Linked DNA regions of Arachis hypogaea: region 1 is linked to region 2. A link is a contact called in public Hi-C data. All regions are on one chromosome and are shown on one strand. The core of a region is the stretch at or near the end of the contact, and the rest is flanking DNA. Distances in the headings are between cores, read along the strand shown.

What was found. Hi-C and Micro-C count contacts between places; a contact is called where the count stands out from the background.
Region 1: a contact with region 2 is called in a Hi-C map of leaf, with 3 times the contacts expected there. The contact joins the promoter of LOC112764062 here to the enhancer-like site in region 2. A contact is called at or near these places in 3 of 8 Hi-C or Micro-C datasets (leaf and an unstated tissue).

What each region holds. Positions count from the first base shown.
Region 1 is chr17:27,200,178-27,205,762 of arahy.Tifrunner.gnm2.J5K5, reverse strand. It overlaps LOC112764062 (protein PMR5), which reads left to right and starts at 3,622. Exons shown (of 5, transcript XM_025809589.3): 1 at 3,622-4,142; 2 at 4,219-4,390; 3 at 4,966-5,144; 4 at 5,562-5,585. The coding sequence starts at 3,841.
Region 2 is chr17:27,031,783-27,037,027 of arahy.Tifrunner.gnm2.J5K5, reverse strand. No RefSeq gene overlaps it. Among protein-coding and RNA genes, the nearest start is that of LOC112765166, 8.3 kb to the right of the region's middle. Within about 2 kb of position 1,642, at least 1 of the 3 cell types and tissues checked has open chromatin away from gene starts, as enhancers often do.

The DNA of each region.
Region 1 (5,585 bases), core at 2,373-4,872, 170 kb before region 2:
ACACTCATTCTTTCATTTAGATTATCAACAAAAATCGTAAAAAAAATTTACTCCAATCTCTGAACGCTTTTCGTAATTTTGTTATCTCTCCCTCGCTTAGTAAAAACTTCATGTGGTCTCTGTGATTTCACATGTTGGTGTTGCTGCCATGATTTTTTTCTCCTAATCTCTATCCATTGGTGTCCCTCCTCCCTCACTCTCTCTCGTGTTTTCTCTCATGATTTTTTTCTAATGCTAGTTAGCTTAATTAATTAATTAAGACATATGTTGAAGAAGAGAGGAGTTGAATGAATTACTTAAAAGGCTCGAAAATTTTTTCTCTAAAGTTAATTCACTAGTTACCTAAAATCATTTGTTTTTTGAAGAATGTTATATGAATATAGCATGTTCACACCAGTCATACATCTAATTTATTAATTTCCGTTATTTTAAATGATTTTAAGATGCATTATAATTTAATTGAATAGTCATATCTATTTAAAAATATTTAGCCATAATATGTATATAAGTAATGCTACACATCCAAATCTTTTATAAATTAAATATAATTAAGTTAAATAATAAAATTTAATTATAATTAATTTTTATTATGTTATACCAATTTAATTAGATTTAATTAACAAAAAAACTTAAACTTATAGTGTTATTCTTTGTACAAATAAAATTTTTACATGTTCTTAGTGTATGACCTAAACACACTCTAAGAAACTAGATCACGTCAAACGATCATATCTATTTTTATACACTACTAGTTAGCACCACAAATTGTCTAATTTAATATTGTACTGCATAACATGAGTAATATGAACAACGAGCGAAAGCAATCGGAAGCCTCCTCGATAGCAATATCAGCATTAGACTGAACAAGAGCTCTAGGATGCAGCTGAAGATGTGCGACAGACAACGAAACTTCTTTTCGGCAGCGGCTACGGTGCCAACACCGAATTGGATGGTGATGTTGTGCTTTTGGGAATAGACGAAATGAACCTTTATGGTGGGAACTCTGGATAGTAACACAATAGAGGATTACATCGCTAAGATTAACAACAAAATCAACCAATACCAATAAAGAATCAGAGAAAAAATTATAAAGGAATAGTTTTTAATCGTTTAAGTTATTTTTCCCCTTTTTTCTTAAATTGGAGGGCTTTCTTTGTGTAAAGGGATGTGGTGAAAAAGTGGAAAAGGGCTCACTATACCGAATTTTTTTATCAAGAACCGATTGAGGTCTTCTACCACTACCACCACCATTGATTTTGACCTGGTCTGATGTATGAGTAGTTTTGAACTCTATGGTAAGAATTTTAAAAGTGCAGGTTGGGTTATGGAAGGTTGAAAAAGTGAGTTGAGGTTGAGGGTGGGGGTAATTTAAAAATTTTATTAAAAAATCAACAAAAAATTAGGATTTGGATACTTTTGTCATAGGAAACCCATCTTCCATGAGTATAGTGTTAATTTTTTTATTTTATAGGTACTTTTGTTAGCATTCTAAACTTTATGGGTACTTTTGGTAGTTTTTTCTTTTTAAAAATCCTAATATCTTTTTTTTTCTCTTCTTCCTTCTTCCCTAATTTCCTCACTGCACATCCCCAGCAATTCCCCTTTTCCTTCCCCTTCGTCACTCGTCTCGGTTCCCTTTTCTTCGGCCCATTTAGGTTCATCTCCATCGGTTCCCTTCCTTCCCCTCACTGTGAGTCAACTAGTATGGATTTTAATTTCGATCGTTCTTCCTTTATACTCTAAACTCTTTTCTTTAAAACTGACAACATTTGCAATTTCGCAAGAGAGTAGTAAAGAATTATAGAATCAAAAGATCCAAACGAAAATTAAAGGCAAGGGTTTGGAGACCCAAGTTTAAGCCCCTACTCTATTGCCTGTAAGATTCATCAGCTACAGCTCTTCCTACTCTTCTTCCTCCTCCTCTCATGGATTCGAAGCCGCAAAATTTAGCTTCTAGTTCTACTCATCAGTCAACAGATTCCAACAAGAACGAACGGCTATATAAGCATGATGTATTTTGACTTTCAGAGGCATCGACACTTGCAACAATTTCACCGATCATCTTCATCATAACCTCATCATGAAATGAGTTTTCGCCTTCAAGGACAACGAGAGGGGAACGAAGAAGAAAGGGGAACCTATCTCATTCCAGCTACTGCAGGCCATCAGAGGTTCCTGCATTTCTATCGTTGTCTCTCAAGTGATTATGCTTCTTCCACATAGTGCTTCAATGAAATGACTACCATAGCTCAATGCATGAAAGAGTTCATACAAAAGGTTTTCTCGATTTTTTATGATGAGATCTTTCTGATGTTCGAAAGTAGAGTGGGGCGTACGAGGATGCTCAGGGAAGAAGAAGTGAAAAAAAGAATTAGGATTTTAGAAAATTGAAATTGTGTTTTTAAAATTATAAAAATTAAAAGTGGACAACTTTTGTAATTATGATAATTGTTAACTGACACGTCACTCCTAAACCTTAACTTCAAGTAACTCAATTGACGGTTGATCATTTTTATCAAATTTTAAAATTTTTTGAAAATTATTTTGTCAATAACAAAAATTGGGTACTATTTTACCAACGTTAGAATATTTTGAATACTGATTTTGTATTTATCTCATTTATCTAACATGAATATCAGAAATTTGAGTCAAAGGGAAGTAAGGACCAATTATCTAACAAGTAACAAGTGAGTATTTTTAGTGAATAAAAATTTATTACAAATTTAAATGTCTGATGTGAAAATTTTTAGAGACCAATTTATGTATTTATTTTTCAAAATATTTAAAATACAAATAGAATGAAAATAAAAGACATTAATATTTAAAAATATTTAAATATTTTTCTGCAACCAAAAAATAAGTTACCAATAAAAAAAGAATTTAGATAATTTATACTTTAAAGACATATATTAAAATTATAAAATATTTTTTAAAAAAAGTATAAAATATTTAATTTTTTTAATGCATTTATGTTGTATTTATTAACAAAAAATTTAAAACTTCTATTGATAATAATCTTATTATGTGTTTTTATATTAGGTCACAAGTTAACCAAACTCATAAAAATGTTACACGAAGATAATGGAACACCTTTTTAAATTCGTACTCTCAGTTGAAATCCGTTAAAAATTTTTACAATAGAAGAAAACAAAATAGGAGAAACATAAACAAATTTTTTTTTTTGGTGACTGAAACATAAACAAATTTGAGTACCTACTAAACCATATCTTCAAATAATCAAATTTCCGATAATAATTGCTATTTTTTTGCTCTAGGCAGATTATTCAAAATAACCTTACATCCATGCTAACATGAAAAGCAACTCGATCTTGAGATAATAAAGTAAAGTAAACGAATGATCAGTGTTCATCTGTGGCCAGAGACCCTAACAAGAAAAAAAAAAGAACCTTCGCTTTCACATCTCACTGCTCAATCATTGCACCTCCAAAATAACCATCACTTTTTCTTTACGTCCATTCCACCCATTCTACTTCTTGTGTATTGGACTCAATAATAATGATAAAATACAGAAATAGACTTTGATATATTAAAACTGTACAAATCTTTGCTAAACGATTAAAAAGTAGGATATTTAACTCTTTCTTGCATATAAAAGATGGATTTGAACACTAATGCTTACTTAAAAGATTAGTTAAAATGCACCTCCTTTCATATCTTGAGAAAAGGAAAACAGTTTTGTGAGGCACGTTAAGAGCACCACGTTCATGCAGCTAGCTAGCTAGCACACTCACTCACCCACCCACCCTTGTCTCCTTCAATTCCGAAACGGTTACCTCTTTTTTATTCCCTTCTAACTACCCACTGCAGCAACCAACAATAATGGCGCGTATGTCCTCCTTCTTTTCTCTGCTGCTTCTTCTTCACTTCCTTGTTCCCTTTCAATGCCACGTGGCTGCTTCCTCTTCTTCTTCTTCAGCTAAGTACCACCATAACCGTAACCACAGCAGCGCATGTTCATTGTTCGAGGGAAGTTGGGTGCGCGATGAAGAATACCCAATGCCATTGTACGAATATTCAAGGTGTCCAATCATAGACCCTGAATTCAACTGTCAAATGTACGGTCGTCCTGATTCTGCATACCTCACATATCGCTGGAAGCCTCTCTCTTGCGACCTTCCAAGGTATAATGTAACGGAATTTCTCTTACTATTATCATGCTCTTAGCTATTCTGAATGGTTTTGTGGCGTTCGTGATAGGTTCAATGGGATTGAGTTTTTTATGAAAATGGAAGGGAAGACGGTCATGTTTGTCGGTGACTCATTGGGAAGGAACCAATGGCAGTCTTTGATTTGCATGCTATCTTCTGCTGCACCTAATGCACGCACTCAATTTCTCAGTGGAGATCCTCTTTCAACCTTCAAATTCTTGGTCAGTTAAGTCTTTACTCTTTAACAATTTCTTATCAGTGAGTCACTCACTGAGTAATAATACTAAGATTATGTTTGATTTGTGGGGATACTAAATTTTCATGAATAAAATTACACATGTGTGATAACTTTCATTCATAGTAAGATGTTAGTTCAGATTTGAAAGGAAATAAAATAGGTTAAATGAGAGCTAAGAATAGTAGTTTTCTGCAACAGAGTAGCTTGTGTACCTCTCTTTGTTTAAGCTTCATTCATGATCTCTTATGTGGCAGGTTTCCCTTTTTTCTTTCTGTAATAGGACAAAGAATTTATAGAAAAAGTGCTTTATGACATGATTGTAATTAAAATTTGATGTGTGATGGTCCAATAACTATTGCAAGGCTCTCTTAGTTAGGGGACCCAAAAATTGCTGTCAGGCATTAATGTTGCCTAGTTGATACAAACTTAGCCACATTATCATTATGATTTACCCTATAGAAAATAGACTATATAGAAAAGGGAAAACAAAATATTGGAGCTACACATGTGAATGTGATCCTAATTGGGCTTTGAATTTTGGCATGTTGTGTATGTTAGGATTATGGTATGAGCATTTCATTCTACAGAGCACCTTATTTGGTGGATGTTGAGGTGTTCCAAGGGAAGAGAATTCTAAGGTTAGAAGAGGTAGGTAGGAATGGAGATGCATGGAAAAGTGCTGATGTTCTGTCATTTAACACTGGCCATTGGTGGACTCATCAAGGATCTCTCCAGGGGTAATATGCAACAATGTCTTTAACTCTCAACTTGCTTATCTTAAAATAGCAAAAATGATCTAAATGAAAATATTGGGATTTTGCCAATTTTTTTTCCTTTTTAAGGAGGAAAAAAATATGCAATTATACATCCTTTCAACTTTGTGTCATATGCACTTTACACCATGAAGTTGTCAAATGGTATAAAATCATGCCTTTTGTCGCCGTTTCCTTCAAAATTAATGGTCTTATGATGTGTTTAATTAACAAAATTACCCTGTATTACTTATTAGAAGGATAATTTTGAAAGAAAATATATTTTATAATGCTTTGTTCTTTTACACTTTCTGAAAACTCTAGTGTGTTGGATTCACATTCTAAAAGTATAACATGGAAATTATATGTAAAATAATTTGACTTTTGAGTAATGGAGTGCAGTTGGGATTATGTAAATTTAAGAGG
Region 2 (5,245 bases), core at 393-2,892:
TGGCAACGGAACCAGCTGACATGGAGGGGTAGAGAATGACGTGTCCGTTACACTTGCTGAAATGGATTGGGACGAATTTTTAGTGGACAAATTCGTCCCTTAAGTGCAAAACGACGCCGTAAGCATGAGTGAGCCCTATTTCATCAAAATGCAAGGCGGAAGCCATGCCTGCTGCTTGTGCGATCGTCCATGGCGAGTGGGGGGTTCTTCATGCACAAGACCTGGAAACACTTTGGGAGGTGTGGCTCATGCTAAGCCCCTCAGTCGCCATAGTCTCTGTCGTCGCTACGCCATCTCAGTCGCCGCTCGCTTTTCCTCTCTATCTCTCTCTGTGCCTCTCTGGTTCGCTTCTTTCTTCCTCTTAACTTGTCGTAGGTATTTTCTTTTTGGTTATAGTTTCTCTTGATCTTATCGTAGTGTTCACGGGGATGATAAATTGATGCGTTTGGTCAATGTATTTTTTTTTTACATGACTGCGTTTAACATACTTGATGAAATGCCCCAATAACAAGTAGGTTCTTTCTGTCGTGTGTTTTGGTCCTTTGCTACTAAATTGCACCATTAGTTGAAAGATGTATTTACTTATTCTCTCTCGGTTGTTCATGGTGATTTTTGTGTGATTTTCTATTCTTGATTTTTTTTTTTTTTTTATACTTTCTTCTATTGCTTATGTAATGTAACTTTTATGATTCTTAGTTGCTTGATTTTGTTTTGATAAAATAATTTTGTGCTCTATTTTTAATTTGAACTCTTAAATATAAATTTGAAATGAATACATGGATCCATTCTTACGTGTTTTAGTATTTATGAATGTTCAACTTGGTTGTTTCTTAGAAATTCTGAGTTTGTACCTTAGGTTTGTTCCTTCATCCTTTAGAGTTGAGTGGCATGATCTGTTCTGTTTTCTTCTTGGATGGTCAAAGGCGCTTTTTGCAATGATTCAACCCACTTATTCAGTTCTTGGTGGCTTGCATTGATTATTGTATAGACTTTTCTTTTGTTATGTGAGTGGGTGAATTAATAAGAGTAATGTTTTATTATGAGGTTGAAGAAAGAGGATTCAGAATTGGGATTAGATCCTAAATTGTATGTTCACATTTAACTTGTGAATAATTGTTTCTGTGCTAATTTCAGCAATAAGGGAAGAATAATTGTTTTGCACTTAAGGGACGAATTTGTCCACTAAAAATTCGTCCCAATCCACTTCAGCAAGTGTAACGGACACGTCATTCTCTACCCCTCCATGTCAGCTGGTTCCGTTGCCGTTTTTGGCCCAAAATGGACGGAGGGGTATAATTGTCCGCCGTTTTAAAATGTGAGGGATCGAAATGTATTTTTTCAATCTTGAGGGACGAAAATGTCCGCATTTTAAAAAGTCAGGGACCTATTTATCTTTTACCCTTTAGTTCAATTTTTTCTATCCAAAACAATAAAAAAATCTCACATACCAGCAAACTCGAAAACTAGTAAAGCCCAAAATTTCAACAATCTCACAAGTTTAAAATTCAGCTGAAGACGAAACCTGTCCAAAACAAACCCAAATCAAATTAGCTTTTTGTTTTTGTCTTAATCAAATGAGCCTTAGAAATGATATTTTATGGGGTCTCTATTCGCTTTATCTATGTTTGTTGTTCTTTAGTTTCTTTTTTGGACCTTCGGCCCTTTTCTGTAGCTTGAAAAATATTTATCCTAAGAACAATAAAAACTTCACTGTTTTATTTTGCCTATGTTTATTGTTCTTTTTTTTTTTCCTTATGGATGTTCCTTTTTTTGTCAGTTGGGTTTCTTTTGGGTTTTCGACCCCTTCTTAAGTGGTGAAGCTTGAAGAGAATTTTTGAAGGAACCAATAATTTAAATATAAAATTATATAATGATATTTATATTTAAATTTTAACATATTTTTTGGTGGAGTTTCGAAGGTTACAACTTGTGAATTCTTCATCAAATCTACACAAATATAATCATACTAATAATTATTGAATATTTTAATATTTTGTCTTAAAGAATTAAATTAACAAACCAATAAAATATAAATAGTACTAAATAAAATAAAATCTTAATTTCAATTCCACTAATCTATTCTATTATATAAAAATCGGATTTCTGCACTTAATAATGGAGCTGACGTGGCATGCTTTTGAGAGTGTTTCCCAATTTATTTCTTTTAACTCATTAAATATCTATCTATTCTATTATCTATTATCTATTATATCTATTATATATTATATTATATTATATATTATATAAAAATCGGATTTCTGCACTTAATGATGGAGTTGACGTGGCATGCTTCTGAGAGTGTTTCCCTATTTATTTCTTTAAACTCATTAAATATCTATCTATTCTATTATCTATTATCTATTATATCTATTATATCTATTATCTATTATCTATTATATCTATTATATCTATATAAAAATCAGATTTTTGCACTTAATGATGGAGCTGACGTGGCATGCTTCTGAGAGTGTTTCCCTATTTATTTCTTTTAACTCATTAAATACAAGTTATTACGATAAACTAACTATATCAACTAATTGATTTGATTAGATATATAATTTATTATAATTTATATCAATTTGCTTTGGTAATATTTCCTAAATTATTTATTGTAATATTCTGATAGTATTTTTTAATTTATTTCTTTTAATTTATTAAACTAAATTTATTGTGTGTACTAATTAATTAATTTGATTAATTTATTAGTTATTAAAATAATAAATCTATGAATAAAATAGACAATTGAGATATTTTCAACTAATAATTAAATAAAAATAAATCATATATATTGAGCTAAATTCAAATTATGTGAATTAATGACTAAATTAAAATAAGATAATTTCTTACTTATTCAAGTTGAGTGCAATAAATACAAATTAATTTTGTTAGATAATGATAGTTGTCTGGTCTATTATATATAGATGGCCACACAAAATTATAAGAATCGTGATTTTTATCGCTCTTACTATTTCAAGTTTTCAACTCTTATTTTCTTCTTTTTTTTCCTGTATGTATAATTTCTTTTATATATAAATGTACCCAAAATGAGAAAGTACAGATGAATATTTTATTGATTGTTTGTTTGATGAATATATCTCAATTTAGACATTCTACTACTGTGGATAGAAGTTGACCTGTAGCAATTCAAAGTGGCCAATGTATTTTTTATAGTATTAGATAGAAGAATATTTGTTAAAATAAATATACCCATTGTAATGATTTTTTTTCAATTGTTATATTTTTATGTCGGATGTGTAAATTCTTTGAAGGTACAAGATAATAAAATAAGTTGACTTTAATAGTTCAAATAAGCACCACTAATTATATTTAAAAAATAATTTTGTAATAATAATGTGATTTACGTATTAATTTTTTCATGTAAATTCATTTTAAAATGTAGAAATTAGACTCAATTACGCTAAAATTTTAAAGGTAATATATAATTTGACGATAAAATTAACATTTATTAAGGAAATAAATTTATTTATGGCTATTTTCTAACTATAAATAATAACAAGACTTATGAAAAAATATTAATGTCATCATTTTTATTAATTAAATTATAAAAATACGGAGTTACCATGAATAATATCAAAACTGATATAGAAGTGTAAATTTGGATAAAAATATGAAGTTACCATTTGAATTATAATTTATATATAATATATAAAAATATTAATATAATTTTACTCTATTATATATAATTTTTTCTGTTATATTTTGGATTATATTTTATGTTTGATTGATTATAAACTTGAAAATTTTTTAATAATATATTTTGGACAATATTTATTTTATTTTAGACAATGTTGATTTTATTATTTTGTTTCAATAAATTTAGTTTATAATTATGTTTATTACATATTTATAATTATAAACACTTTAATATGCGTGAATTTAAAAATTATAATTTTTTTATGTTTTTAGAAATTATAAATTTATTGAAATTGTTGGGAAATTATATATATTGTTTAATATTTAATGGTTTATAAAAAAAAAGGAGAACCCGCCAACTCGCCAGCGTACCATTAGGCGGGACGGGGGAGAAATTCAGGACCGCCTTACTAGGTGGGGCGGGGCGGGCCAGCCCACCAGATGGCGGGCTTTTCCGTTTGTCACCCCTAATGGGACATGAACATAAGTACCCGCCGCATAGAACCTATTAAATATACGAGAATATAAAATTATTAATTTATCCTAATTTATATATACATAAATCCATTTCTTGAATTTAGTAACCCTAATTTCTGTCTCGAATTCAAATTCTTCCTTTTCCTTCCAGACTCATTCTCAGCCTCAATCCTCTCTCTCTAACTCACTTTCTCTACTTCTCAAGTTTGTCACTATGTCGCTCAGTATCGTCCCAAAAAATTATGTTATGTTATTATGTTGGAATATGTTTTTATGTTTTCTCCTTTTAAAATGTTATCTTTTATAACGAATATGTTATAAATTGTGTTGAATTATATTGAATTGATTATTTTATGTTATTATATTATGTCTTTTTGTGTTAATTTTTTTCAAAAGTTTTCAAAGAATATTCGTAGATACTCGAGGAGATCTACGTTCCCTAAGGGATAATTAAACAGGAACTTGCTATGAGAGATAAGGAATTGGGCTTTTTTTTAAAATAGGAGTGAGGATGGGAAGGGGGCTTCTCACGTTCTCCTGAGTACTCATTACCATATCTAACTAGCAATGGGATCCAATCTGAGCCGATTTAGGAGGGGATATGTGGACTTTATCTGTATTGGGCATTTAAGGTAATGAACGTAAGTCGGATTTGAGACCCTAACAATGAATTTTAATTGATCTTGCTTGCATTGAGGTCTTAATAGGCCCAAATATATTTTGGATTAATATTTTGAGTCATTGTTATAACAAATACTATACTATTTAATATTATAACACTTACTATATGTAAAAGTTGAAAATTTTTTAATATTATAACACTTAATATTTACAAGACATTTTTTAATTCAAGTTAAAAAAATTAATTATATCTTTTTTAGTTTTAAATATTATTTTCTAATGTAACGAAAAAGTGAAAATAACAATAATCACTCACATAATTAAAATAGATAATCTTAATATTAACATGACACTATATATATAAAAAATTATTATATATGATATATAATTTTTTTTCTTTTCTGTAATGACTATTTATATAATTTATTGAATAATTTTTTCATCTTAATATTTAATAAATTTAACATACAAAATATTATTTAACATACAAAAT